2 separate regions of the Pan troglodytes genome follow, and region 1 is linked to region 2. A link is a contact called in public Hi-C data. All regions are on one chromosome and are shown on one strand. Each heading gives the region's core, a stretch centred on a gene start, on an enhancer-like site or on the middle of the called end of the contact. The rest is flanking DNA. Distances are from core to core; before and after follow the strand shown.

What was found. A called contact is a pair of places that touch in the nucleus more often than the background predicts.
Region 1: a Hi-C map of stem cell-derived neural progenitor cells shows a contact between it and region 2, with 2.1 times the contacts expected there. The contact joins the enhancer-like site here to the promoter of HEG1 in region 2. A contact is called at or near these places in 2 of 7 Hi-C or Micro-C datasets (blood and stem cell-derived neural progenitor cells) and 1 of 1 datasets of contacts at active chromatin or transcription factors (stem cell-derived excitatory neurons).

What each region holds. Positions count from the first base shown.
Region 1 is chr2:128,407,180-128,410,961 of NHGRI_mPanTro3-v2.0_pri, reverse strand. The region is part of intron 6 of SLC12A8 (solute carrier family 12 member 8); the gene reads left to right. Among named protein-coding and RNA genes, the nearest start is that of HEG1, 76 kb to the right of the region's middle. Within about 2 kb of position 2,386, at least 8 of the 24 cell types and tissues checked have an H3K27ac peak or open chromatin away from gene starts, as enhancers often do. A contact at or near this core is called in stem cell-derived neural progenitor cells, where this site is marked.
Region 2 is chr2:128,331,468-128,335,459 of NHGRI_mPanTro3-v2.0_pri, reverse strand. HEG1 (heart development protein with EGF like domains 1) reads left to right here and starts at 2,134. Exons shown (of 17, transcript XM_016941815.4): 1 at 2,134-2,560. The coding sequence starts at 2,245.

The DNA.
Region 1 (3,782 bases), core at 1,137-3,636, 75 kb before region 2:
ACCAGCTCCAGGGGCTTAGGGTTTTAAACAGTACCCAGACATGTTTGGGGGGCTCTGCAATTCCTTATCTGTAAACAGAACCAGGCCTTCCCATTGTCCTGTCCATAGGGCCTTTCAGGTTTGTGCTGCCTCTGAGCCACGTTCAAGGACTGGAAATCTGAGATTGGGAACCCTATGCTTATGGTCTATGTACTCCCCAAACCTTTCCTTCTGGGGGTCTTACTGGCTCCCCACCAGTACTGCCAGGGAGTTGGCGGGGGGGGGGTTCCAGGTCCTCATTTCCCCAGAACCTGGGAACAGCCTCTCTCTCTCCCTGCCCCCGACTCCAGAACCAATCTTCTGTCAAATATGGGGACACTCCTGTCCAGGGCCAGCTTTCTGGGTGTGTGACCTATGCATTTACACTGTCCCCACCCTGAGAAGGGACTCGTGCTTGTTTTAAGGCTTTGCTGTTGCTAAAATTCTTGGGCCGGGCCTGGTGGCTCATGCCTGTAATACCAGCACTTTGGGAGGATGAGGTGGGCAGATCACTTGAGCCCGGGAGTTTGAGACCAGCCTGGCCAACATGGTGAAACCCCATCTCTACTAAAAATACAAAAATTAGCCAGGTGTGGTAGGGCATGCCTGTAATTCCAGATACTCAGGGAGGCTGAGGCAGAAAAATCACTTGAACCTGGGAGGCAGAGATTGCAGTGCGCTGAAATCGTGCCACTGCACTCCAGCCTGGGTGACAGAGCAAGACTCTGTCTCAAAAAAAAAAAAAATCTTAATAATTTTTGATTCTGCATTTGTATTTTTATGTGGCCCCACAAACTGTGTGATAGTTTTTCTCCTTGTCGCCTCATGTTTTCCCCAGCGATTCTGCTGTTTCTTTTCTGTTTCCCTCCAAAATCTTCTAAGGACCTAGGCTTTTGAGAAACAGAAGCCAAAACAGTGCACAGGCAAATTCTGCTTCCTCTCTGCCTCTTGTCTCCCACAAGACAAGAGAATATAGGTCAGCTTCCTCCTGAATGGACAGAAAAGGAAAGGGGAAAAACAGAGGGAATTAAACAAAGTTAACATCTGAAGATATTTCCCAGCCTCTCTTCCTCTTTCCTTCCACACACAAATTGAAAACCATCTGAGTGTTCTCTGGAGCCTGGCAGTGTCCCCACTGAGTGAAGTCCCCTGGGCCAAGATGCCAGGTTAGCATTTACCCTAGAGGCAGGGCAGAAGGCCTCTTTGCCTGGTCACACTGTGCAGGGAATGTCTTGGGCGTCCTCAGGTGCACCAGGGGTTTGTCTTGGCAATGTGGCCCTGATGTGCCCCTCCACTCTGCTCCCACGGCTGGCTTTCCTAAGAGAGAGGATGCCTGGTGTGAGTGGGGGAAGGGGGCGGTGAGCCTCCCCTCCAGCTTCTCCCTCCAGGCAGGAGTTAGCAGCAGCCTGAGGCTTGAAGATGCCACCCAGTAGCCCAGAGTATGAGCTGGACTCACATGTGAGATCAGCTAGTCCAACTCCCAGGCTTTTGTCTTTTTAATCCATATTTCTTTTTCTTTTTCTTTTTCTTTTTTTTAAGACAGGGTCTCGCTCTGTCACCCAGGCTGGAGTGCAGTGGTGTGATCTCAGCTCACTACAACCTCTGCCTCTCTGGTTGAAGAGATTCTCGTGCTTCAGCTTCCTGAGTAGCTGGGATTACAACAGCATGCCACTATGCCTGGCTAATTTTTGTATTTTCAGTAGAGATGGAGTTTTGCCATGTTGTCCAGGGTGGTCTCGAACTCTTGACCTCAAGTGATCCACCCGCCTCGACCTCCCACCTCCAAAAGTGCTGGGATTAGAGGCATGAGCCACCATGCCTGGCCTATATTCACTTTTGATAATGATACTAAAAGTCTCACAGACACTGGACATTCTGGCTCAGAGATGGAGTGTCGTTGTCCTTCCGCTGAGAAAGCTATAGCTACCTAAGACAATGAGTCAAGATTTATTTTCTGTGGTTTAAATTATGAGTATTATTTTGAAAGCTTTCAAATGTAAAATGATAATAGCGCATAGATTGTAACTACACAGGCCTCTCTGCCCCACCCCTATTAGGGGACCTGCTTTCCTGTCCCTCTCACTCTCCATTGGCCCAACCGAGGTGAAGAATCATTGATCTGATCCTTTATTTTACCAGCTGGGGAGGAGGGGTGCAGAGGAGCTTATGAAGGACCCGACAGAGGTCACGAAGCTGATTAGTGGCCAGAGTTGGGCCGTCACCCTGCTGTGGAGAGCTGCCCTCCGTGTCTCTGTCTCTGTTTTTCAGGGCCCCAATTGTAAACACGATAGGCAGGACGAATGGTTTGTATGACTTGCTGTCTCCTGGCAGATGTTCGGTTCAGCTATGAAAAGCATGGATGATTGGCAGTTTCCATGGTGATAGATTTGCTAAGGATTAGCTCCGAGTGAGTCATGGCTGGGGCTCCCTCCAACACCATCCTCTTCTGGAACAAGAGAACCTCCAGACTGTGGCGAGGAGAGAGTTTTGATGAACAAACCCTTCTGTCCCCAGCCCCCCATCCTCCTGTCAGAGATATGATAGTTACGTTACTTCAGATATTTTATCCCAAGGGCAGGCAGCTTCCTGGGAAGAGCGGCTGGAGATTCGGTCTGGGGGCTCCTCTGGATTTAGGAAGCTGTCCCCCTGCCCCCTCACTGCACTCTTCTCCATTACACCCTGTGCTGGTGGCTGCAGGGGTGGAGTGGGGGGAGCTTGGAGTGGACGTTGTACTTGCTTTGCTTCTTAAAGTGCATTCCTTCTCAAAGTGCATTCCTTCTCCAAGCTCCACTACCAAACTTTCCCTGAGAAGCAGACATCTCCTCTCCAGGGTTTCACACATACCATGTGGATGCAGCCACTCCAGGGATCCAGGAACACGATTCACAGAGGAACTAGGAAATGGAAATTCACTGAAAAGAATATCAGTCATGTGAAGTCCTGTAACCCTTGTTCCCAGATTCTAAACTCTTACTGGAAGGGATAAGGGCCTCTTTGGCCACAGCCAACACATGGGCCTGTGGTTGACCACACCCAGCACGAAAAAATGTGGTAGGAAACCTACAGCCTTTACTGAAATGTCCACAGTCACCTTCCTTTTCAAGAACCCAGCTATTTCTGTGATGCCCTTTGACCTCCCTGGGCCTGACTCCTCTCTCCTGCTCATGTACACACCCTGGGAAGCTCTGGGAATTTGCTGGGCCCTCCAATTGGCTGGCTGTCTCCAGGCCCCTCAGCCCGGCTGTTAGTGCTCACCCCTCCTCTGGCCTACTTCCCCCATTCCCCCCTCCTAGGCGTCCCCTGGGTCTCCTCACAAGTTATGTGTCTTGTGAGTGAGAGGACAAGAACCTGCTGGATCAGAATGGGGTTCCCATGTTTAAGGACTAGAGAGCCCCAAGTAGGGACAGTCTGAAGATGGGGGCTCACTCCACTCCCTTCATTCTGATGGACTTATGAGCAGAAACAGGAGACAAGAAGGAAGCTTTGACTGGGTGCAGTGGCTCAAGCCTGTAGTCCCAGCTACTCGGGAGGCTGAGGCAGGAAAATTGCTTGAACCCAGGAGGCAGAGGTTGCAGTGAGCCAAGATTGCATCACTGCACTCCAGCCTGGGCGTCAGAGTGAGACCCTGTCTTAAAAAAAAAAAAAAATAAGCTTAGGCCAGGCGCGGTGGCTCATGCCTGTAATCCCAGCACTTTGGGAGGTTGGCGGGCAGATCACGAGGTCAAGAGATCAAGACCATCCTGGCCAACATGGTGAAACCCTGT
Region 2 (3,992 bases), core at 885-3,384:
CTGCATCCAGTTCTCTCTTGCTGTCTTGCTGTTTTCTCTTGTTCTGCCTTAGGAGGAGAAGAAAAAGAGCTGAGATCCATCTACACCTTGATCAATCTTTCCAAGTTCTCCCTGTGTGTCCCTCTCCTAATCTGCTGGTTAAGCCCTTTCTAGCTGACAGTTACCCTGAACTCGGTCATTTCTCTTAGAAGGCAGAGAGAAGATTAGAGAGAGATAAACCTGTGGTACTTAAAGTGGGGTGGGATTGGGGGGTGGGGGAGGATTGGGGGGAGGTGGCAGGTACATGTTTACTCCTTGGGTCTTAGTAGAGAAGGCAGATTATCTCATAGGATCCCTGAATCCACACGAGAAGCCTGTAAGGGCCATTCTACCCTTAAACCTTTCTGCTTGCCTGGGAGTGCAACCAGTACTATGTGACATGGTCTCCTTGGAGGGGAGGGAGTGGCAGTGACCAGAACCTCTGAGCACAGTCCTAGTCTGTTGGGGCTTGTCTGGCTGGGTCTGGGCAGCTGTGCAGTCCTGCCTGTTAATGTGAGAGCAGCATCCAGAGAAGTTAAGCTCAGGCCATGGGAGCAAACCAAGTCAGTTTCAGGGGGATTACTGTTTGGTACTTTCTTGGAGAGACCTGGAAGTTCTGTGTTAGAGCCCTGGAAAGCTGGTTTGTTTAAAAACAAAACAAAATAAAACCAAATCTTTACTCCTCATTCTCTCATTTAAGGTGAGTTTGTTTATACACAGCCTCCTTTATGTTTTTTTGCCAAATGACTCACTTGTACTGAGTCACCAGAAAGTGGGCCTAGGCCCATCTGCAGCTGCCCTGGACACTACGATCTCATTCTCCTGGAGGTGGGTCATGGAGATCTGGAGACAGAGAAACAGAGAAGAGCAGAGAAATAGGATGGAGAGCCAGGCCTGAAAGTGAGGTGCACACTCATATTTTCACGAGCATTTGATTGTCAGACAGGGGCCCCCAACAGAACTGGCAAGAACCCCAAGGAGCTGCAACATTTGTTTCTGTTGCAATACTATTTGTTTCCGTTTGCGAATTATTGCAAACTCTGAATTAGGAGACCAGAATTAATATCACATGGTCATTCACAGATCAATCATTTCGTCTTCGGGTCTACCTTCAGAATCTTGAGCAAGTTATTTTCCCATTTGAGCCCCTCTTTCTTCACTTAATGAGGTGGCTTACAGTCCTAAACTTTAGACATTTTATTATTCATTTACTGGGGAGGGAGAGGTTATGGAAACAAATGGAACTTTATTGACCAAGAAAATTTGTTTACATGAAATCTTTGAATCTTTCCCCATAGGTTTCCATTTAAAATTCTGTGTTCTCTGGGCATCATTTGGTTTAATTTGCGATCTGCAGTTCTTTTCCTGATGATGAGTTTGCCCTAGCCTGCCTGAATTCACAGTTTTCTTTTCCCTGCAGCCTGTTTGGGTGTCCTCGCGGTGACATCTCTGCAGAACTCTGGTGTGAGCCAAAGGCAGTGGTCGGATGGGAACGGCATCCAAGCTTGAGAGGGTGTGGGGGATACTCGGATTCTCGCGTTGGCCGGAGGGTGAGGTGTTAGGTTTGGCAAACACGAGCTCATCACCAGCCCTGGGGCCTGGAGAAGGGGAGGTGGGGGTGGGAGTGGGGACACTTCAAATCAGTAAGGGCGGTGACAGCGCGGGCTGGGTACCAGGGGACCGTTCCCTTTCTCTCTCCTATCAAAGCACTTGGGATAATCTAGTCTGGTGCTAATCACATTACCCAGGACCTGCTTTTCGCCTACTTCTTGTGCGTTTAAGGAGTTGGGAAAGTGGTGCCCGATTCAGAAGACTCTGGAGCATGTGTGTGACAAAAGTTGCAGCACCGTGGCTCCGCTGACCTCATCCCGCTGTCCCGGGCCGGGCCGCTCTCCAGGCGCCGGGCCCCAGCCCCCTTCCTGCCCTCTCCCCGCCCCCGGGCCCGCCGCGCGGGGCCGGTGATGTCAACTGAGGAGGAGCCGCCCGCCAGCCAGCGACCCGCCCGGGCTAATTAGCATGTAGCGGCGCCGCGGGCCGCCTCCGCCCAGCCAGCCCGGCCCCCGGCAGCCCTCCCGCGGCTCCCGACAACTTTTGAGGCGGGGAGCGCGCTCGCAGCCTCACTCCGCTCACTTCCCCGGCCCCGCGCGGCCCCCGCCGCCCGCTGCCCGCTGCCCGCTGCCCTCGCCCCGCGCGCCGGGCATGTGAGCGCGGGCGGGCGCCGTCACCATGGCCTCGCCGCGCGCCTCGCGGTGGCCGCCGCCGCTCCTGCTGCTGTTGCTGCCGCTGCTGCTGCTGCCGCCGGCGGCCCCCGGGACGCGGGACCCGCCGCCTTCCCCGGCTCGCCGCGCGCCGAGCCTGGCGCCCCTCGCGGGAGCGGGGCTGGAGCTGCAGCTGGAGCGCCGCCCGGAGCGCGAGCCGCCGCCCACGCCGCCCCGGGAGCGCCGCGGGCCCGCGACCCCCGGCCCCAGCTACAGGGCCCCTGAGCCAGGCGCCGCGACACAGCGGGGACCCTCCGGCCGGGCCCCCAGAGGCGGGAGCGCGGGTGAGTGAGAGCCGGGAACCTGGCGCCTGGCCAGTCTGTGCTGGGGGCGTGGGCGCGCCCCGGGCTGCATCCCCAGCCGTAGGCCCCTCCGCGCGGCGCGACCCGGGGGGGGGCTCCTCGCCCGGCGTGTGCGGGACCCTGAGGGTCGGCGGGTAGGGAGGGACGCTTTCGCAGTTGGCTGGACTGAGGGGTGTGACCATCCCGTTCTCCTCCAACCCTTTGGAAGAAAACTTATTTCCTATGGGGTACCCTGTATCTCTTCCACCCCACTTTTAAAAAAATGGAAAGGAAAGGGAAAAAGACTCCAAAGCATCTCTCCCACCTCCGATATCTGGCCAGCCGGTCCCCAGTTTCATTTTTTCCGCTATACAGAACTGGCCTCTCCAGGTACAGGGCTCGACTTTCTCATCTAAATAACTGATTTTTAAGGGGTTCTAGGACGGGATATTGTAAAGGACAAAGGATGTACGTAGTTTGAAACAAAACGCTCTACTGGTTCGACTTAAAAGCAAAGGAACGCGGTTGGGGTTGCATGGTTGGACCCCTGCAAGGCACAGGCTGATACAGGACCATCCCTGAGTCTCCTCCCTCCCCTTTCCTTTCCCAATGAACTGTTGCTCCGTGGTAGCCACCGCCTGTCCCACGCAGAGAGAAGGAACTGACCTCTTCTCCCTGCTACCTTTGTGTCCAGTTCTTTCTTATGATCTGGAAAAATATGCCACATACTGAGTGGAATTCTAACCATAATACCATTATGACCTTGGGACTGCTGTCTCTTTGCGCTCACTTTCTCCATCTGTGAAATGGAAGTGATGATCCCTGTTCCTTCTAGCCTCCTAGTGATGATGTGACAAAATGAAAGTAAAAATAAATGGAAAGTGCTTTGAACAAAGTCAGCAACGTGGTGGTGTTAGCCTTTGCCTTCCTGTGAGTGACACAGGGCATATGCTCTGTCCGGGCTATTCAAATAAGCTGGGTTGCTTGCAACACTGGACATTGATTTGGAGTTTCCCTGAAAGTTGAGTTTTTTGTCTGCATAATTGACAATTCATTTAAGTTTCTCATCTCATGCAGACTTTCGGGCACGTGAATTTGCTTGCTTCCTCCAACCTAGAGGTGCTTCTTAGAGTTAAATAAGAAAAAGTTTGGATTTTTAAAAATCAAGTTCTCCTGTAAAAACTCAATTTCATATTCAACAGTATTCCCATTATTGCAAAATGCCTTATTTTGTGAATTTTTAAATCACTGGCATAAGATTGAGAAACCGAGGAACAGTAAGAAAAGGGAGAGGAGAGATAAGCTTCTGAAGACGTGTAGGAGACACATCCCGGAGTGACTGTGACTTTAGATTACTTACAGCATACTCTGTTTTGCTAACTTCCACGGGAAGGAATCAAGAACATAAAACAACATATTTCCCGACTTTCTCCAA